2 separate regions of the Mus musculus genome follow, and region 2 is linked to region 1. Evidence: chromatin contacts called from public Hi-C data. All regions are on one chromosome and are shown on one strand. Each heading gives the region's core, a stretch centred on a gene start, on an enhancer-like site or on the middle of the called end of the contact. The rest is flanking DNA. Distances are from core to core; before and after follow the strand shown. Region 1 overlaps Lhfpl2 (lipoma HMGIC fusion partner-like 2). Region 2 overlaps Lhfpl2 (lipoma HMGIC fusion partner-like 2).

Region 1 (5,878 bases), core at 1,575-4,074:
TACCTCCATGTTTTATTACTTTTCTAAAACTTATCTTGTGTGTATGCATATGCATGTATGTGTGTTCTCCACACACATGTGACAGCCGGAGGATGGCTTAGAGCAATCCATCTGCTCTTCTCACCATGTGGGTTCTGAGGATTGAACTAGGAACCTCAGCCTTGGAGGCACATGGCTTTACCCTCTGAGCCATCTCACCTCCCTGCCTCTAAGTTTAAAAGGTTTCATTTACCTGCACAGCGCTGGCCTTGAACCTGCGGCAGCCATCCTCAACGCCCTGGAGGAAGCCTGACTGTGTCTGCTCTGCCTGAAAACCTGCAAACGGATTACAATAATCTTCAGGTGGTCTCTTAAGAAGCAGCCCTAGAAATAAATCTAGAGCCACTCCATCCACGTCCCCCAGCCTCCACTGGGTGTCAGGAAAGTGGGAAGATGCCACCCACACTAAGCATATGAGCGTTTGGGCAAAGCTTGCTCATTTTGAAGAAAGGGACCCTCTTCCAAGCTTCGTGTCTGAAACTGGAAAAGCAACTCTAAGGCAGACACGGAGATTCCTGGCAGTGTGTGGCATGCAAACGTGCCATCCATCACCACGGACATACAAAGTAATGCTACCAGTCTCCTTAGGAGTCATCAAATGCAAAGTGACATTGCTCTATATGAACGTAAGATTATAGAGTCCATGCTGACTCCACAAATACGGGCATCACTGTAGCTCATGCTGAGAAAAAGAAAAGTAAATAATGAGAAGATTTGAAACGGGGAGAGAACAAAAAACAGGCACCATTTAGGGTGATGTCTGGCCAAAAGGAAGCAAGCACTAAAACACCAGAGACATCCTTAGTATGGCCTTCACAGAAACCCATCAAGCAGAGTAAGCCTTCAAGTTACTGGGGAGGGGACCGAAGCAAGGAGACTTCACATAACCTCCCAGAGATCTCTCAGCTGATAAACATTACAGCAGTCTGGCTCCTAAGCCTGGGATTTCAGCTACTTGATCCCACCAACTTGTTTTATCTCAGCCAGTCACAGTTTATAAATCAAGATCAAGGCTGCCTCCAGCATATGTTGCAGAAACATTTTGTCATAACCTCCACTGCCAGTTTGCAGAGCATGAACCCTGCAGGGCCAATGTGTGTGTAGGGAGTCAGGGTTCCTGGACCCCTGTCTCTACAGGTCTGCAGAACAGTCCCCTTCTATATCCCAAAACCCTGGGGGGTGACACAGGAAGAGAGGAAAGACAGCCCCATCCCAACCACCAGAGCAAATAGAAAAGGAGAGCCAAAGAACATCAAGATATTTAAGGTTCCTAATTATGGGCCAAGGATATGCTGATCTCCTAATACATTGAAACGCCAGGTTCTGTCTACAGCAGTGTATAAACCAGGTGTGGTGGTGCAGCCCTGAAATCCCAGTACTTGAAAAGTAGAGGCAAGAAGATCAGAAATTCAGTCATCTTCAGCCATATAGAGAGTTCAAGGAACCTGGGCTTGACCTGGAAGGCAGGGAGGGAGGGAAGGAGGGAGGGAGGGAGGGAGGGAGGGAGGGAGGGAGGGAGGGAGAGAGGGAGGGAGAGAGGGAGGGATGGAGGGAGGGGAATAAGGGTTCTCTGGTTACAAGCCGAAGAAAAAGCAAAGATATAAGATTCCTTCGCTTTTCCTGCAGCAAACCCTGCATCACCAAATGGGTTATGAAACTAACACAACCCAGTTCTTTGGAAAGCCCTCAGGATCCAGCAACTCACAGAAAATTGTATTCTAAAAAAAACAGGTTCATATACAGTAGGAATCCATGGTTCTCAGCCTGGAAAGCTGGTGTGCTATCCTTCCCTCTCAAGGACTAACTCACGCAGCAATATCTGCAGACACCTCCCGTGGTCCTGCCTGCTGATGGAGTAGAGGCCAGGATACAGCTAAACATCCTGAAGGACATCCACAACAAAGAAAGACCCAATGCCAAATGTCAACAGAGTCAGCCCTGAAAAATCCCCACTTCAAGACACACACCGCTAAGCCAAGCAGGGCTACTCGGGTTTCTTCGTGATTTTTCCATTTTGAACTCTACACTCACAGACAGCGTTCTGAGTTAACTGCGATCTGCTTTGGCTTTACAGAAATACTTCACTTTAAAGAGATCTCCCATGAAAGACTGAAGTCCCCAGTTCCCATGGTAGAGCCATTCTTCCATGCAAGAACTCTAATTTAGGTGGCCATCATCAGTAATACTAAAAACAAACACACACACACACACACACATCTTTAAAGGCTGCTCCCATGGCCTGGCCCTTTGTCTCTTAAAACAATGAACGGAGATGCTTATACATGTAAGTGGGCAAACCCAGAGTTACAGATTAACAGCGACTTTCCCAAGCAGGCTCTCCCACCTGTCATCTCCCAGCAGGGGAACAATAGCAGCCACAACACAGACCTGGCCTCATCTGACCAAACAGTGCCCAGCCTTCTGCCACCTGTCCTTAAGAAGACACAGGTGCCAGCCTGTATAGCTATGTGATTACTATCTTCCCAACAGTATCCCTATCTGACACCCACTGCTCTGCAGCAGTCATACATGGGCTACGGCTTACACGTCAGAGGCTGTAAGGCTCCCAGACAGAAAACACCATTTATAAACTCTTACATTCACCTTCGGGGAATGCCGGAACCTCATTTTTATTGGGTCTCTTCCACCACAAATTTGTAAAGCTATTTCCTATTTCCAAACATTAATTGCTATTTTCCTCTTAAAACAAGGTTTCAGTGACACTGACACACAGCACATAAAACCACATTTCCCCGAGGGACATAAATTACATTACTAGGCTGGTACACGCTGCCATGAGCAGGCCAAGCCTGTAAACGACACGTGGTATGTTGGTTCTCCCAGGACAAATGTAAACACTTCTTATCCAGGTTTAGGGCTTCATTTCACCCTTTCCAACTTACATGTTAGACCAGGAAGTAAGCCCACAAACTCTGCTGATCACCCAGAAGGCAATTTTCCCAAGAAACACATACTCTCTAATAAATCGGACCACAGGGAAAATTTAATCTGTTAAGTGGCCACTAATCTTAATTCACAGGAACGTACACACTCCAGAAGTCTCTTGATCTCAAAGGCAGAGGAAGGCCTGGGGAACGCCAGTTTCCAGAGTCCCTGTCTGTTCTGGAGCCAGAATAAACACAGGAGTGGTAAGACACGGACTGCCCAGTGGCAGACACTGCCCAGCAAAGGACACTGCCCAGCAAAGGACACTGCCTAGGGGCAATCTCCACTCTGAGGAGGACAGGCAATTCAAGACAGTAGGTAAACACAGTATATCCTACATGCCTGAAAACAGCCCCAGCTGACATGCAACCTGAGGCCTGAGCAGAGAGGGAACAGTCAGGGAAACTTCCGGGAAGGTCTGACCACTCAAGGGTTCAACTTTAACCCATAAACCTTTTGCTTCACTGAATTCTCCTGGGGTCCCGTGGAGCGAACATGACTGGCTGTGCCTTCCAGATCATGGAGCTGAGCCCTCCTGCCTGAGGTCTGGGAAGGAAGAGAACGTGAGCCACACCAGGCCTCACTGGCTCGTGCTGTAAAAGTAGAGGTAGAGGCGGGCATGCAAACAGGTGTCACCTCTGCTTGGTTCCTGCCTCCTCTACAGAAGTCCTCTCTGGGCACCTTGGACTTGATGTGGGAGGTAATTAACTGACTGCTTTCTTTGTATAAGGACTCTGTTAAAAACCAATCTTTTAACATTCATTTTTTTTTTTCATGAATCCTGAGAACCCTGTCACACCTGCAGCATTTAATTATGTCGTTTGATATAAATCCCCATTCACTCTTTTGTGGTTACAGACCCCCAGAGAGCGTGGGGCAAGGGACAGGTTTGTGCTAAAAGCCCACACACAATAAGTAATTAAATAAAGAAAAAGTGCTGTCAGAGAATATGCTTTCCATCATACAGTGCCCTCCATTTAAGCTTGGAATAGTGTGTGAGGAATCTGGAAACACCCTTCTGGCTCTTGTTAACGCTTTAGGAACCCTGAGGAAAAGAATCAAATTTTCTCTCCACAAGTGAATGGATGGGTAAAAGGTTTCCCAAGTCAACTTTCTATTGACATACATGATTTCTCAAGTTGTTTCTAATTTGCTTCAAGACTTTTTGGAGATCAAGTAAGCATTTACATCCTCTTGGGAAACACTGGTGTTACTGTAACACAGCAGGAGTAGATCCCCTAGGCAACTATACCTCAGTGCCAAGGGCAGACCCCATACGGAGTCCAAGTCTACACCTCAGGCCATGAGGATGGGGGCACCACAAAAGCCAAATCACTTCCCAAGGTCTTAACCAAAAAGAAGCTAGCACTGAATGAGCAAGATGAAGTCTGTTCTCCATGTTCAAATTCTAATAACCCAGAAAGCATTAATGACCCCTTCTCATGGCTCCTTCTCTCTCAGATCCACCTCAGGGGGCTGCAGCAAGCCTGCTACCTTCATAGCAAAGAGCTCTGTGATCTACAGTGTAGAACAGCCTGGTCTGTAGTGATCAATGTGAGCTGACTGCAACTGGGCTGTCTGCTTACTTCAACACCTGTCCTGGAGAGAAGGAAGAGGGTGTGCAAAGGCAGCACAGGCCATAGTTAGAGAGCAGAAAGAGCTGAGCTCTCCCCTAGAGGTGACACAGAAACGCCACATGAGCATGGTCAGCTGCCAGCATCAACTTTCTGTTACTTTAACAATATCTGAGGTAGGGCACTAAGCGAGAGGATTTATTTCGGCTCACGGCTTTAGAGGTGTCAATGCACTGCCATTAGCCCCATTGTTTTTGGCAAGGCAGCAGTGCTGGGAGTAGCATGTGATGGAACAAACTGTCACCTTGTAACCAACATGAGAGAGGTAAGTGGGGGTGGGCTGGAGTCAGCAGCCGAAGCTTCATTTACAGCCATTGTTCACCTGAAAATACAAAATAAGCACCTCACACACACCAGGGACAAAGGCAATAAGGGGAGAAAGCAAGACAGATAACCACTGCTGCCCCCATGGGCTTCTGCCAAGGTATCTGGTATCTTTTTGCTTCCTTGAATACATGCCATTTTAACTCTACATCCATATAGCTCAGGCTGCAGCCATGTGACTTACCTCCATCCTGCCAACCAGTAACCTGTCTTCACCCTGGAGTTTATCAGACAGAACAGTGCCCTGGCCTGGAAGACATGTCAGGCCTCTTGGCACAGGGACCCTTTTCCATGCAGGAAGCCTGGTTCCTTCGGGTCACAACTAGAGAGAAGCAGGAAGAGGGCTGCCAGGTTTCCTCACACGCTGCCCGGATCTGTTTACTTCACCATCATCTCCCATCATTTCTGACACTCCACTTCAACTTCCTGAACACAGTCAGAGAGAAAGCTTTCAAGGACCCCTAACCTACACCCAACCTCTGATTAGATACAGTCATGCAAGGGAGAGCATAACACAGAGACGAAGCAAGCGGGTGCTCACCTCCTAGGACTGCAGGGCAAATGTACATGATCAGGATTCACGAGACAAAAGGAAGGTTTGCCTGCTCTCCCTCCACCCCAGCCGACCCGTCATGTCATCAACTGTGTCCACAGGTCTGTATGGTTTCTATTAGTTATGTTATGTTTCTATTATTGCACTACTTATTTTCTTAGAGTGGACCCCATAATAATGAACAGAAGTGGCCACAGTTGAGGAGGACACCCTAAAAACAACAGGATCCGAGACAGCAAGAATGTACCTGAGGCGAGAGGGCCAGTGGTGGTAGCTGTCCACTCTGACCACAGACACAGCCCCTAGGAGATAGAGGTCTATCGCTTTGCTTAGAAGAGTATCAGACAGACATACCGACAGCCTTTTCTGCCACCCCTAGCTC
Region 2 (5,878 bases), core at 1,046-3,545, 69 kb before region 1:
GCAGAATGCCTCAGTGACAGTGAGCAGTGACGGTGAGGTACTCATTAACACAGTTGGCACTCGGAATATATTCGTTATCTGAGCCACTTTTCTATCTCCTCTGACTACCACCCTCAACCTCTCTGGAAAAGGCCTGCCATATGGTCAACACTGGGTCAGATAATAAGGTACTTTAGCCTGTGGTGGGCGAGGGCCAGGCCGTGAGCATCAGCACCTGAGATGGAGGCTGGAGTAAGGCGTAAAACCACACAGCTGTCACATCCCTGCTCCGGGTTCTCCCCCACCCTCCCCCGCCTCACCTCACTCACCAAGCTTCTGTAAGAACCGGCCAAACACATCACTGTTGTTATTATTTTTTTTTTTTTAAGTTTTCGTCTGTCTCTCTTCAAAGTTAGTAAGTACTTTTCATTCTGTGTCAGCCCACGCAAACCTCCCCTTTCTCTGATCTCACAGGGCACTCGGTCGGGACCACACAGCTCAGTAGTGAATGATCTCCTAGTATGTCACACAGGCTGTGTGACTCTCCAGAAAAGCTGAGTGGCTCAAAGCTGATTAAGACAGGTGGTCTTCAAAATGCACAGATGAACCCCCCCCAACACTCTCTTTCCTTCTTTCCCCTCCCTTCCCCATTTTGCATTCATTTTATACCAGCAAATGCTAAGCAACTGACAAGCATGACCCACACTGCCTGTGTGCTAAGGAGGCATGTTTTTACGTTAACTAAGCCATGGTATGGAAAGCTTCCAGTCACCTCTGGTACTGTTTGGTTCATGCACAGTGTTATAAATGAAGAGGGACTGAACTGGGTCACTGTCTTGTTTGTTTCCTTAAAAAGGCTCTAACTGGTGATCCTGAGGCTGCAGAATTTTATCTGCCAACACTGCAAAACGGACAGAAGAAACATGATGCGTCTTCCCTCAGTCGACAGCTTCCGACCAAGCTCCTCCTCTCAGTTCCAAAATATCAGTCACAGCTCTGGACTCAGTTGTCCCTCTCAAACTGCCGAGGGCCTGGTGGTCAGCAGCAGGAGCCGTTCAGAACTATGTCGTGTCTGGCATCTCTGAGCCGGGAGGTCTCTGGGAGTGTTTTTATCTGTGGCATCTCTTTAAGCATTCACTCACTACTGTCACTTTGAAGTTTCAAAACTATTCCTGGTTAGCACACAGGCTCATGCCCCCAACCCCGCTTTCAGGGTTGTGCCAATGTGGAAGCTCTCAGCTACTGCTCCAGTGCCCTGCCTGCCTGCCTGCCTGCCTGCCTGCCTGCCGCCCCTCTCCTGCCATAATGGTCATGAATTCACCCTCTGAAACTGTGAGCAAGCCCTCATTTAAATGATTTCTTTTGTAAGTTACTTTGGTCATGGTCTCTAATCACAGCATTTAAAAGTAAGCTACACCCCAAACAAGCTCTTCCTCTGTGGGCTGGACAGGGCCTTATTAAAGGGGTTCTGCAGGGCTGACCCCCATGATGCCTGCCAGGCAGACTCCACCCTTTTACTCTGCACCCTTAGCCCTTGGCAACAAGAAAGCTCCCGCTGCCTGCGATGCGCCTGCAGCCTTGGTAAGGAAGGAGCAATGCTGACCTCTAGCAGTGGCAGACAGAGCTATCGAGGGACGTGTCAGGGACGCGTCTGGGTAGAGCCCGAGGTCCCCATGAAGGAAAACAGCACCAATCTTGGCAGGAAGAACAAAGGGACAGAAGACTCTTTGCCTCCCACTTAGAGGAAGCTGGGAGCCTGTCCCTTAATGACCTGCTTGATAAATCACCCTGAGTCTGCAATCTTGCCTCTCAGCCACCCCTGCATCTCCACTTCACTTCAATCTCATGTGTGCCATTTCCCAGGACCTGCCTTGAAAACGAGCAATCATTAGGGTCTCTGGGTGGGAGTGGTGGGAAGCCTGAGGAAGAGCGTCTGGTGTGTGGCGGTGGGAGGAGTGGGGGTTGGGAACTGGGGGGTGTATGGGGGAGGTAGCATTTTCCAAGTATTCCTTGATTACCGAACCAGAGCTAGGGCCAGGGCCCAATGGAGCCTCCATGGCCTCCCATTTCCAATGAAAGTCGCATTTGAGAAGCCATGCCTTGTGTACTCTGCTGTGGCCTGTCCACTCTTTCTGAGGCTCCTTGCCACTCTAGGGACAAAGCTCTTGGAGGAGTGGGAGTCCCTTAAGATACTCTTACAGTGAGGTTTGAAAGACCTGGTCCCTGATAAAGTTACGAAAACGGGTCCCAAGCTGTCCACGAGTGGATGATCCAGTGACACAGGGAAGGGGAAATAGGAAATAAACACATGAATGACTAAGCTAAAAACCCATTAAAAACAAAACCAACACCTTTCATTGGCCAGGAACATGGCTTAGTAGTGCAGGGCTTGCCTTCCGTGCCTGGAGCCCTGAATTTGATCCTAGCACCCCTGACCCCCAACAAAGAAAAGAAACCTTGGAAAGCAGGACCCAGGGCCATAGTCCCTCACACATCCTGCCTGCCTAGCACACACACACAGAAAAAAATCAGACTACTCTGTGTGTGTGTGTGTGTATGTGTTTTAAAGCACTTTTCTTTTTAAAAATATATTCCTGTGTTGGAAAAAGAGGGGGGCCACCATGTAACTCCAGAATCTTTAAGTTGCAGAAAGTAAGTAACTCGGCCACTTTTGGATTGTTTTAAACAACTACGTCATTAAGCTTGTGTCCAATTACTTGCAGTCCCTTCTGAAATGAATTCTGCTCTACGGCGATGGCTCTGATGCAGCCTTAAGAGAGAAGGCAGCAGTCTCTAACAGGCCTCCCATTACCACCCCACCTCGGGGATGGGGTGGGGTTTGCTTTCTCCAGGAGGCTCCTTGGGAGGCTTCCGTTTCTGAGTGGGAAATATGCTGTGGCTCTCAGGAACTGGGTCAGATACGTCCAGTCCACTGCTACTTACAGAAGCCCTGGTCTTATCACCAAGCAAAGGGCATTCCTGAGTTAGTTGCCGGGATGTCCAGTGAGCCCTACGTGGCTCCTCTTGGCCATGCTATTCTGTGTGAGTCCTGCTCATACCAGATCCTACTTACTGCTACCCAGCAAAGCTCCAGGAGGCTGGGTCCATCCTCTGCTCTGCTCATACGGGCACCTCTTCCAGCTCCATTTCCCCTAACTGTCGAATTCCTTAACTGCCCTTTGAGATCTAGCTCATGTCCATCAATATTACCGCTCTTCTGAAGAGGACCTGGTCTTTATCTAATACCACGACTCCTTTACACAGTCCAGGGCACTTCAGAGCAGGCCTCTTCTCCCTCACCTCACAGCAGCATACACACCCCTTAATGGTCAGTCCTCTGGTCTCACCTACTATTTTCATGAGACCTATGAGCATCCAGTAAGGCGCTTTAAAGTCTCCCTAGAGCTCTGAGCAGCCTGCACTGGGGGGAGGGGGGAGCACTCCGAGGGTGTGTCTCTTTGAGGATGGAATTTGATGGAAGAGATCTGCCCCAGGCCCGCCCAGAGAACCAATCCTCAGACTCAGGAAGCAAAGCCCCCTGGGTGCAGGCACAGAGCTGGGATGTCCCCAGCAGCTACTGTGGGGACAGGAGTTCCAGGAAACAGCAAGACCCAGGCAGTCTTCAATTAGTTGGGTCACCTTCAGGTACATATACCTGGAAGGTCAGGGTCACAATGAGAGGTGGCCATGGTGATAAAGACAAAAAGGCCAGGTCAAATGTACGGCCACCATCACATTACAACAGAAGGTGGCTGACAGCCTGGGAAGGAGCTGGGAGCAAGGGGGGCTGTGTGTGGCGGTCAGCACCTTTGTTTCTTACAATTCCGGGCTGAGATGGAAGAGGCTCAGAATGCTAGTTCTAGAGGACCAGGTGGGAGAAGCAGGCAGGGTGGACTGGTGGATGGGTAGACAGGTGGGCAGGCTGGCAGGCAGGCAGGCTCTTCTCTGCTTCTTGGGAAAAATGTTGAGGAGGGCACCAGACAACTGCTGACTGCTCTCTAGCACCTAGACAGGATCAAGAGGCCTGACTCACCAGCTCAGCCTCCCAGAGGCAGTGGATTTCTTTATTTTGGGTTCCAAGCTGTTGGCCCTCCACTGCTCATGCAGCTATGGGCACTAAACTCACAAGGACAGCGATGGTATGGTCCTATTCTATACACCATATCCTTGTACAGGATGAGTGTGGCTGAATGGTAGGTGGGAGAGAAAGGAGTTCAGAGTCTTTATCTTGAAACATCACAAGCAGCCTATTTTAAACAGGATAGTACCAGCCTTACCCATTCCCGGGCTTACACAGTAGGGAACAGGGGAGAGTATATAAAGTTGGCAATTGTTTTAACAGGGACATGTGGCACCACACACATCTGTTGCAATTGCTAGCAGGAGAAAAGCTTGGTGCTTTTGCTTGAGACCTCACGTGAGGGATCCACACAGACACAGCCGAAGTCCACAGCTCTGCTGACCACAGCAGTTTGGAAGCAGCCTGACAGCCAGTCTGATCACCTTAGCAGGAAAGCCAAGCCAGAGACAGAGAGGTACTCCAGTAAGTTCTGGGCTGTTTTCATAAACACACATGTGCATGCGCTTTGCATGCACACACACACCAGAACTAAAAACAAAAAGCCACTAACTGACCATCTCAACAGACTGTGTGTCAGTCTGCTTTCCAGAAACTAGGTCAGTCACTTAGCCGCTCTTTCCTCTTGAAGAAAAAAAAAAAATTCCCTAACAAAAATATGGAATTCATCTGCATTGCAATCCCAAGTGGAGAGAGGACTCATTTCCTCTCTGTGCATGGTTGCTCCCTCCCGCTAACTCTCATTTCTCAGGGACAATGAGTCAAACGTTCCCTGCTAGGAATTCCAAGTCTCTAGGAGAAAGAACTGACAGGCTGTTTGTCCTGGCAATGCGGGAGAAACATACAAGCTCTCTGGCCTCTGGGTTTGTGACCATCTGGAGGGAGGGAGGAAGAAAGAGAGAGGAAGGGAAGGAGTGAGAGGGAAATGGAGATAGAGACAGAGACAGGCAGACAGACAGACAGACAGAAAACACACACGTGTTCACACGTCCACGTGCGTACATCCATGTGCATGTGTGATTTCCCTTCTGTGAATCCAACGTAAACCCTTAGGCAGCTCTTGCCGAGCAACACTTCACAATGACTCCTTACCTACCACCCCAGCCAGCAGCTGCCCCTGTCCACTACAGAATCAAGAATGGCATTTCCTGTGCATGGGTTTCTCTGTGAACGCCCATGTTGAAACGACTGACAAATCTTTCAATGAAAAGATCACTTGCAGGAGGTAAGACAGGCACTTGGGAAGGAAGAAGAACGCTTTCAAGCCTCCAGGGCTCCGTTCATGACATTTCTGCCTGGCAAATAAGGTCCTTGTGGCTTAAAGAGTTGGCTATTAAAACCACTTCCCAAGTACCCACGTTAGTTCACATTTCCCCAGGGCCTTCTCTCTCCCAACAGAAACTCACTACACTACACATTTCCATCTTGTTTAAAAAATGGGGCCTGGTGTGTACTGGCCGATCACTGCAGCCACCTGGGTGTTCTGTGAAATAGTTTCTCAAACAGCCCCAACGTTTCCAAACACACCTATAAAAACAAACCCGACACCTGTTGAATTCATGACTTAAGAGACCTGCTTTGCTCCAGCAGAGGCAACGGACCAAGGAAATACAACTGCAGAAGGGAAGGGCCTCAAGTCGGTCAAGAGCAGACTCTGAAACACACATGCATCTTTACACATCAGTGCCTCCTGAGGTCCGTGTGAGGGAATGAACCGGAGAAGCTGAAGTAGAGGTGGGAGAAAGGACACCCAGGTTTCAAAACTTAAAGCCTTTGTTCAGGTCATGTTCATCTACCTTGAGAATATCTGCTGCGGAGGCA

Evidence for each region. A called contact is a pair of places that touch in the nucleus more often than the background predicts.
Region 2: a contact with region 1 is called in a Hi-C map of the N1E-115 cell line, with 4 times the contacts expected there. The contact joins two enhancer-like sites. A contact is called at or near these places in 33 of 484 Hi-C or Micro-C datasets (3T3-L1-derived adipocytes, the AML12 cell line, B cells and 24 more), 11 of 115 datasets of contacts at active chromatin or transcription factors (acute myeloid leukemia, bone marrow-derived dendritic cells, cardiomyocytes and 8 more) and 3 of 9 other capture datasets (adipose tissue, bone marrow-derived macrophages and liver).

Annotation. Positions count from the first base shown.
Region 1 is chr13:94,070,492-94,076,369 of GRCm38.p6, reverse strand. The region is part of intron 1 of Lhfpl2 (lipoma HMGIC fusion partner-like 2); the gene reads right to left. Among named protein-coding and RNA genes, the nearest start is that of Lhfpl2, 16 kb to the right of the region's middle. Within about 2 kb of position 2,824, at least 37 of the 459 cell types and tissues checked have an H3K27ac peak or open chromatin away from gene starts, as enhancers often do. A contact at or near this core is called in the C2C12 cell line and the N1E-115 cell line, where this site is marked.
Region 2 is chr13:94,139,193-94,145,070 of GRCm38.p6, reverse strand. The region is part of intron 2 of Lhfpl2 (lipoma HMGIC fusion partner-like 2); the gene reads right to left. Among named protein-coding and RNA genes, the nearest start is that of Lhfpl2, 84 kb to the right of the region's middle. Within about 2 kb of position 2,295, at least 67 of the 459 cell types and tissues checked have an H3K27ac peak or open chromatin away from gene starts, as enhancers often do. A contact at or near this core is called in the C2C12 cell line and the N1E-115 cell line, where this site is marked.